Regions from separate parts of the Ovis aries genome. Here region 2 is linked to region 1. The links are chromatin contacts, called in public Hi-C maps. All regions are on one chromosome and are shown on one strand. The core of a region is the stretch at or near the end of the contact, and the rest is flanking DNA. Distances in the headings are between cores, read along the strand shown.

Region 1 (4,345 bases), core at 99-2,598:
TAATGACCTAAATGAAAATGTGGCTCAAGAATGGTTATTCCAAAGAATTAAACTTAGTTTATTTCAAAATCAGAACAAAAGTCATCAAGTAATGTTGTTAATCTGTTTCTGGCATCAGCATTTTAGCAACAAAATGGTGTTACAGATGTCAGAATATTGATTGCATGAAATCTTGAAACCCACAAAACTCGTAGGCTTAGGTTTTAGTAATTTCTGCTGTTTATGTAATTTCAGCCCTTCGCGTCACCGAAAAGTTATTTATCTTAAGAAACTGTGGCCAAATTTGGCGGGTAATGCTGTCTGCCAGTGTCTGCAGATGGATTGTTTCCGCCTACAACTGTGCGTGCTGTCTGTGGTCTTTAAAGAACACTATCTAACACCAGGAAGAAATGTCAGTTGTCTGTTCAGATTTTTTTCCTATATTCTTAGAACTGATGTTGCCGTTTCCTAATTTTGTCAAATTGTGTGTTTGAACTATCTTCCTTTCTTGAAAGGTGGGTATTATCACCCATGTACTAACTAGGTAAGTAATCAGAAGTAGTTAATACTGTGTCAAATTACAGCAAGAGTTTCAGCAAAGTAACCACAAAGGTCAGTGCTAAGGCAAGTATATAGTAAATAGTGACATTTTAGAGATCTGAAGTGAAAAGCCATGATCTTTGAAATGCAGTTTCAAGTTGGGTGAGAAAATTACAAAAGTGAAGTTCTGAACAAAGTAACTGCAAAATAGTTTGTGCTTAAACTGACCTGCTAATTTTTTTTCCTCAATAGAGGAAAATGAACTAAAAGAATAGAATTTTCCCAGATCTCTGTTTTGAGTACTTTAAAAAACTATCAAGGTATGTAAAAGAATTCAAAAGGATGAGCATAAAAATTTATTTGGAGAGTGTGTACAAAACTTTTATAAGGCAAGAGAGATGACTACAAAATGGACATAAATGGTTTATTTTTTAAATTTTTTTCATTGTGCTAGGGCTTATAGGATCTTAGTTCCCTGACCAAGGAAGTGCTGAGTCCTCGCCACTAGACCTTTCAGGGGATACCCAAAATGTGAATGGCTTAGGATCCTGATGCACCATGAGCAAAATGCTCTTTTAAATTGAATGCATATGATGCTGTCCTATCCCTTAGGCAGATTCCATCTTGTACCCTACTGAAGCAATTCTTTGAGGAAGGTAAGGATTTAGCACTAGAAAATTAAATCCTATCTTATGAAGGGATATCAAGGATAAAATAGCTTCTAGAATCATCTCTAGTACTTGATTTAGAGAAGGCCAAAGTCACTCTCTAGCAGGAACCAAGAAGATGAATCAAGGGATGGGCTTCTGACATCCTGAAATCAGAACAGTAACTGTCAGCTGCAAGGGTGAGTGGCACACATCAGAAAGTGAAAGAGCCATCTGACAGTTCTTCCTGATCAGAACTTTTGCTTACGTTTCTTATCTATGTTCTATTCATGGTGTGTTTTTTTAATCTGTGCTTAATCATGTATTCACCCTTAGTATAAATTCCTTCTGTAACTTCTCTGAAGACTAGCATATGATCTAGAAATGACTCCAACTAGGACAAGACTAAGACAGTAAATCAGAAACAGATGTATGGCTCTGTAGCCTCACATTGTTATTTCAGCTCTGTCTGTAAGCAAAAGATCAGGGGTCCGGGGAATCCAGCCACCTTCTTATTTCTCTAGACACTCATCTTACTGCTTTTTCACCCGATAGAAGTTTCTCTGTTTCTTCTGGCATGTTGCTGGTCTTCCTACACACTAATGTTCTGACTGAAATAAAAACCAGCCCCACTGTATGTATACATATATGAGTAATCTTTAGACAAGTATTAGCAATGCTCCTTTACACTTCTCCCCACGGTTAGTGAAATGAATGTCTGGTGTTCTGTGAGTGTCCATTTTGTCATTTTAACTTTTTTTTTAAAACTCCATAAATGGCCATATTAAATGTGTACTCCCCTTAAAAATTTTTTTTAAACTTAAAAAAAAAACTCATTATTACTCTCTATGTGTTAAATATCAGCATCTTTACATCTCTATATTGTGTATTATGAAGAAGCATCAGCAAGTGTTCAGTGAATGTTTCTTGAGTGAATGCATTTAAGTGTTAGGGGCTTCCCTGGTGGCTTAGATGCAAGATTCTGCCTGCAACGTGGGAGACCTGGGTTCAACCCGTGGGTCAGGAGGAGGATCCCCTGGAGAAGGGAATGGCTACACTCAGAGTATTCCTGCCTGGAAAATTCCATGGAGAGAGGAACCTGACCCTGACCATAGGGTCACAAAGAGTTGGACATGACTGAGGCATTTATTGAGCAAGTATTCAATGAATATTTGTTGAGTGAATACATTTAAGTTACATTTAATTAATTTACTTTTGGGGGGAAGATATAAGCCAAAACCTCTCTTAGTAAGGGTGCCTGTTTTCCTGTTTGGTACAATTTATTTTATAGGGAGTGACACCAAATTGTAGGAAAAATAAATGCCTCATCTCTCCTTGCATATGAAATGTAAGTGAAGGCAAGATTTTAATGCCAGGCTTTAGGTTCAGCATAGCCCTAAAGTGGTCTTTGGACTTGTAGTTGCCTTTCCCTCCCTTAGCCAGATGTATCCACTGTTAGTAGGCTCTCAGTAGTCCCATCCCATCCCATTTCAAATGATCGTTTTCTCAGTTCCCTATACTCAAATCATAAGAAGGTAGAGATTGTTTTATGTTCTCCCCAACCCACACATACATTTTGTATCAACACTTTAGAGACTTAAGTACTCAGTCAAAACTGGGATTGACTAAGGACCTGACTGACACCAGGGGTTATTTCCAAACCCCAACAACATAATCTCAGCCCTTATATTCTTAAAAATCTATAGGATTATAATGTTTTCCTGTGGTCGTCTGTCTTAAAATTTCCCAGCTTCTCACCCCCTTCCCATCCGTATCAGTTCTAATTTTTCTCCACTCCAATTCCCATTGCGCTGACCTCAGAGACAGAGAACAGCTGGTGGACATTCTGTTTGTAGTAACCCTTAACATCCCTGTATAAGAGGCAAGTGAGCAAAAATTTTATAATTATTATAGTCATGGTTTTAGTGCCTACTGTGTGCCAAGTAAGGACTTAAAAGCATGTGTAAATACCTATGGTAAACCGTTATATACATTATTATGCTTTGCTAACGCGATTCATCTTCATACATGCAGAACCCTATTCATCTTGGATTTTCCTGAGGCAGCTTCTATTACAAAAATGTCAGTGCTCATTGATGTGTTCTGAGAATTCCAACATTTTCTGCATCCAAATTGTATGGAATGTCTTTTTAACTAGAAGTAGTGTGAAATTGTTAGAAACGCATTCTAGTTTTTTAGCTTTGAAAATATGTCTGTTATATTCATAACGTGGCATTTGAGGTTCTCTTCTTTGGGAACCAGCTGATGTATATATTACTGAGTAAAACACAGTCTTTTAAGACCATTTGAGCACCAAATGGGGCCTTAAGTATTTTCACTGAGGTCCTCACACTTAAAAAGTAAGGGGAACTAATGCCCCCTTACTCACCCTTTGTCAATTAAAAATAAATCCGAGGGAATTCCCTGGCTGTTCAATGGTTAGGACTCCGTGCTCTCACTACCAAGGGCATAGGTTCAATCCCTGGTTGGGGCACTAAGATCCCACAAGTTGTAAAGTGAAAGTGAGGTCACTCAGTCGTGCCCGACTCTGCGACCCTGTGGACTGTAGCCCACCAGGTTCCTCCATCCATGGGATTCTCCAGGCAAGAATACTGGAGTGGGTTGCCATTTCCTCCTCCAGGGGAATCTTCCCGACCCAGGGATCAAACCCAGGTATTCCGCGTTGCAGGCAGATGCTTTAACCTCTGAGCCACCAGGGAAGCCCAGTGAAAGTGAAGTTGCTCAGTCATTTCCGACTCTTTACGACCCCGTGGACTGTAGCCCACCAACAAGCTGTGAGGCACAGTCAAATGAAAAACAAATCCCCTATGTCTGAGTATTCCTCCCCTCCAAACAGGTTCATCAGACTTAAGGACACAGTGGGGAAAGGAGAGAGTGGGAGGACTGAGAGAGTAGCATCGACATATATACATTACCATGTGTAAAATAGCTATCTAACCGGAACCTGCTGCATGTTGCAGGGAGCTCAAATCCAGTGCTCTGTGACAAACTAGAAGGGTGAGATAGGGTGGGAGGTGGGAGAGAGGTTCAAGAGGGAGGGGACATGTGTATACCTATGGCTGATTCATGCCGATGTATGGCAGAAACCAATCATGTTGATATATGGCAGAAACCAACACAACATTGTAAAGCACTTCTCCTTCTATTAAAAACAAGTT
Region 2 (3,769 bases), core at 1,027-3,526, 150 kb after region 1:
GTTGATGATACAAAAAGCAAACCACTCCCATAGCTATATGTTAAGTCTTTCAGATCACAGCCACTAAAGGTAAATGATGAATTTCTCCAAAATTAAGAAGCTACTACATTCCATTAAGGTGATGCATACCAATGGGTCAACATTGGTTGCATATTTAAAAATGGCAACAGTAGAGAGGAAAAAAGAAAGGAGAATACAGGAAGGGGAAGAGAAAGTACGAGAAAAAAGGGGTAAGGGAGAATGAGAGCAGAAGTCTCCTTATCAAAACTCAGGGTCTGGCAAATGCTCCATAACCAACTCATTCTTATAAAAGCCCAGGAGGCTTTATTTCAAAACAGTTGCATAAAGACTTACGTGGAGTAATTGGAATCGGTTCCTTAATACTTGGACCTGTTTCTGAAACAAAAACATAAATCACGATGCATTCTACAGAGAAACCAAGTTCTAAGCAAGAGGTTATCAAAATCTCAGTAGAGGCTGACATTCTTCTATTTGTGAATACTTATTTTGTGAAAAGTCTGTCAATTATTCTATTTAGATATCAAGACTGTAACATGGATTACTCAGAAATTTTAAGCCCTGTACTTCGTTAATGATCAATTGTATACTTTCTCTAACCTGAAAAAAACCTGAAAGCAAACACCTAAACTTAAGAAATTTGAGTCTGATAATTCATGCATGTGTGTGTGTGTGTGTGTGTGTGTGTGCGTGCGCACGCACACGTGTATATACCTTTCTCTTTACGGTAAAACATCTGTCTACAATGCGGGAGACCTGGGTTCCATCCCTGGGTTGGGAAGATCCTCTGGAGAAGGAAATGGCAATCCACTCCAGTACTATTGCCTGGAAAATCCCATGGACAGAGGAGCTTGGTAAGCTACAGTCCATGGGGTCACAAAGAGTCAGACACGACTGAGCGACTTCACTTTCACTTTCTTTATTTACAAAAGGATGCAGTATCTCTAAGTATCATGTTTCTCCAGTGTATTTAATATTATTCCACTTTCAAAAAGTCTTCTAACACATACACAGACTGTAAAAGCATCTTTATTCCTCCTCCTGACAGTGTCGTCCTATAGTCCAGCTCCTCTTCATGCATGTGCATTATTACAAAGCTTCTCTAACTGGTCTCCTGGTCTCCACTACTGCACCCAACCCAAATGTTTCCTCCCCAATATGTGCCCCCAGAATGACTTTTGCAGAGTTCAGGGCTGATTATATTATTGCCCTGATTAAACCATTCAATGGTTTCCCTTCCTTTACGGGAAAAAAGTCCAAACTCTCGAGCATGGCATGGAGTGATCTGCCTTCCTCTCCCCACCTCTCTCCAGCCTCCTTTACTAATGGTTCCTCAGCCATGCTGGGCTCCTCGAAGTTAAGCTCCCCCACTTCTCCAGGCGGTTCCATGTCATCACAAGTTGCAAGCCATTCCCTCAAGGACCCTCCCCACACGACCTGCTCTGCTGGCATTTTCAGGGGAGGCGTTCTCTGACTATTTCACAGCCCCATACCCACCCCAGTGGGGCAAATCTCTCCCACTTTTGCTCATCCTCTTCCTCTTTTGTCATAAAGGTGCCACATCACATCTGAATTCTCTTAATCTTTTCCACCTCCAGGGCAGAGCCTGGATCTTATTCATCTGCAGACCCTCAGGGCTCGGCCAGGAATAGAAGAGCCTTTACCAGAAAGCTTAGTGAAGGTCAGTTAGAATGTTGCTGTACTTTTTGATTCATCAGGCTTCCCTGATGGTTCAGATGGTAAAGAATCCGCCTGCAGTGCAGAAGACTTGTTTTTGATCCCTAGGTAGGGAAGATCCTCTGGAGGAGGGAATGGCAACCCACTCCAGTATTCTTGCCTGGAGAATTCCATGGACAGAGGAGCCTGGCAGGCTGCAGTCCATGGAGTCGCAAAGAGTTGGACACGACTGAAGCGACTTAGCATGTACACAATTTTGTAAACAGAGGCAACAGAGGAATTTTGGAATAAGACTGTTTGAAAATGCTTATACGCTTTGACATTTCTATAATGCCTTCATGTTCAGAGAGTGCTATAGAGCCTGATCTCATTTGAGGTTTCAACCAGCCCCATAAAGGAGGCAGAAACAGAATTCTTATCACTATCTTACAAAAAAGCAGCCTGAAATTCTTTATCATGTGACCAGCCCAAGGTCACAGCTGGAAAGCATCAGGGTAGGGGCTGACCCAGGATTCCACATTCTGCCTAGCAGGCTAAATGACTGGTGAGTGTGGCTGCGCCCTGAGCTAGAGAAGCACTGATTAAGCAGCTGCTTGTGCACAGCTGTGTGCTCTTCTCAACAGTGAGAGTATCATTGGCCACAGGGCAGCATATCACAGTCCACCACTTATTTTTGTACAAGTGAACTAAAGATGAATTTTATATTTGTAAATCATTGAAAAAAAAATATTTCATGACATGTGAAAATTGTACACAGTACAAATCTATTCGTAAAGAAGTATTTGAACATAACGAGGCTCATTCATTTATATACTGTCCACGGCCACTCTTAGGCTGCAACAGCAGTTAAGTAGTTGAGGCAGGGACTCCATAAGCCACAAACTGGACATAGTCACCATCTGGCTCTTTATAGAAAAAGTGTGTTAAGTCCTGGCACACAGACTCTACCCCTGTTCTCGAGAGTTTAAAAGTAAACATGTTTAGTGCCTCTCCTCATCTCCATTTTTATTCAATAAAAAAGGAACACACACCTTGTTCTGGAAGCCAAAGTAAAGCAAAAAAACAATTGTGAAAAATTGACCAAAACAAGCAGCATTTGAGTTGATGTTTATAAAAATAGAACAGCTAGACAGGATTGTTAAATTCTCAGGATTAACCATCTCAGCTGGTTGATTACATCCATGAAGCATGGAGTATCACAGTCTAGCTCTAGGGGGAGGGATGCTACGGGATGAAACAAAGTCACTACAACTGAAGGGCACCCCCTGGAGTTGTGCAGCATAATGTCCCTGGGATTAGGATATATGAGAAAGTTATACTTAAAATAAAATTACTAAGAAAACGAAAATAATTGTGTATTTTTAAGAAAATGTATTTCAGTGTGCAGAACACATACCAACTACACAAGGCACATAAGAGCCTGTCTCCTGGGAGGTTGGCCCCACCAGCCTTATTGGCAGCAGTGAAGCAACAACAATGATGCCTCCACATTTGTACACTGTATAGTGTTTTACAGTCGACAAAAAAGCCTTCACTTATATTTTCTCATTTTAAATTCCCAAGAGTCCTATGAAGTAGGGGCATCTAACCACAAAATTCTATTTGTAAAAAGTAGTGGTTTGATACGCTGAACTAAGTCCAAAAGCATTTAAATGTCTCTATAGGGTTCATCATGGAAGAAATATACACACTTCTGGGAAGAGTTCCATCCAATCAACCACCCATGGTTAAGTTAAACTTTGTCACTCAGAATCCCCAAAAGGTTTCAAATAATGATTCTCCCTTAAGGAGACCTCGTATGTGAGAATGTAGGTTTTACAGTAAAGCCTGTGTGATAGATGACACTGTTTGAAAATTCTTAATGGATTTACATTATTACCTAATCCTCTTACCCTACCCCAAATATGGGCCTTCTCACACAGCTAAGCACAAACAGTTGTTGCTCATTTCCCCAGAGGTGAAGTTCCTCCATGCTTTCTGTGCATAAACAATAACAAGCACAGGCTACAGAACCAAGGTTCAAGGATTTTATCCTCTTACTTTTGTGTTCCAAAATTCCCAATAAACCCTGACT

Evidence for each region. Hi-C and Micro-C count contacts between places; a contact is called where the count stands out from the background.
Region 2: a contact with region 1 is called in a Hi-C map of omental adipose tissue, with 2.5 times the contacts expected there. The contact joins two enhancer-like sites. A contact is called at or near these places in 2 of 16 Hi-C or Micro-C datasets (omental adipose tissue and tail adipose tissue).

What each region holds. Positions count from the first base shown.
Region 1 is chr1:68,819,638-68,823,982 of ARS-UI_Ramb_v3.0, forward strand. No RefSeq gene overlaps it. Among named protein-coding and RNA genes, the nearest start is that of CDC7, 29 kb to the left of the region's middle. Within about 2 kb of position 1,349, at least 4 of the 54 cell types and tissues checked have an H3K27ac peak or open chromatin away from gene starts, as enhancers often do.
Region 2 is chr1:68,972,700-68,976,468 of ARS-UI_Ramb_v3.0, forward strand. TGFBR3 (transforming growth factor beta receptor 3) reads right to left here. Exons shown (of 18, transcript XM_060411602.1): 16 at 355-390. Among named protein-coding and RNA genes, the nearest start is that of CDC7, 180 kb to the left of the region's middle. Within about 2 kb of position 2,277, at least 4 of the 54 cell types and tissues checked have an H3K27ac peak or open chromatin away from gene starts, as enhancers often do.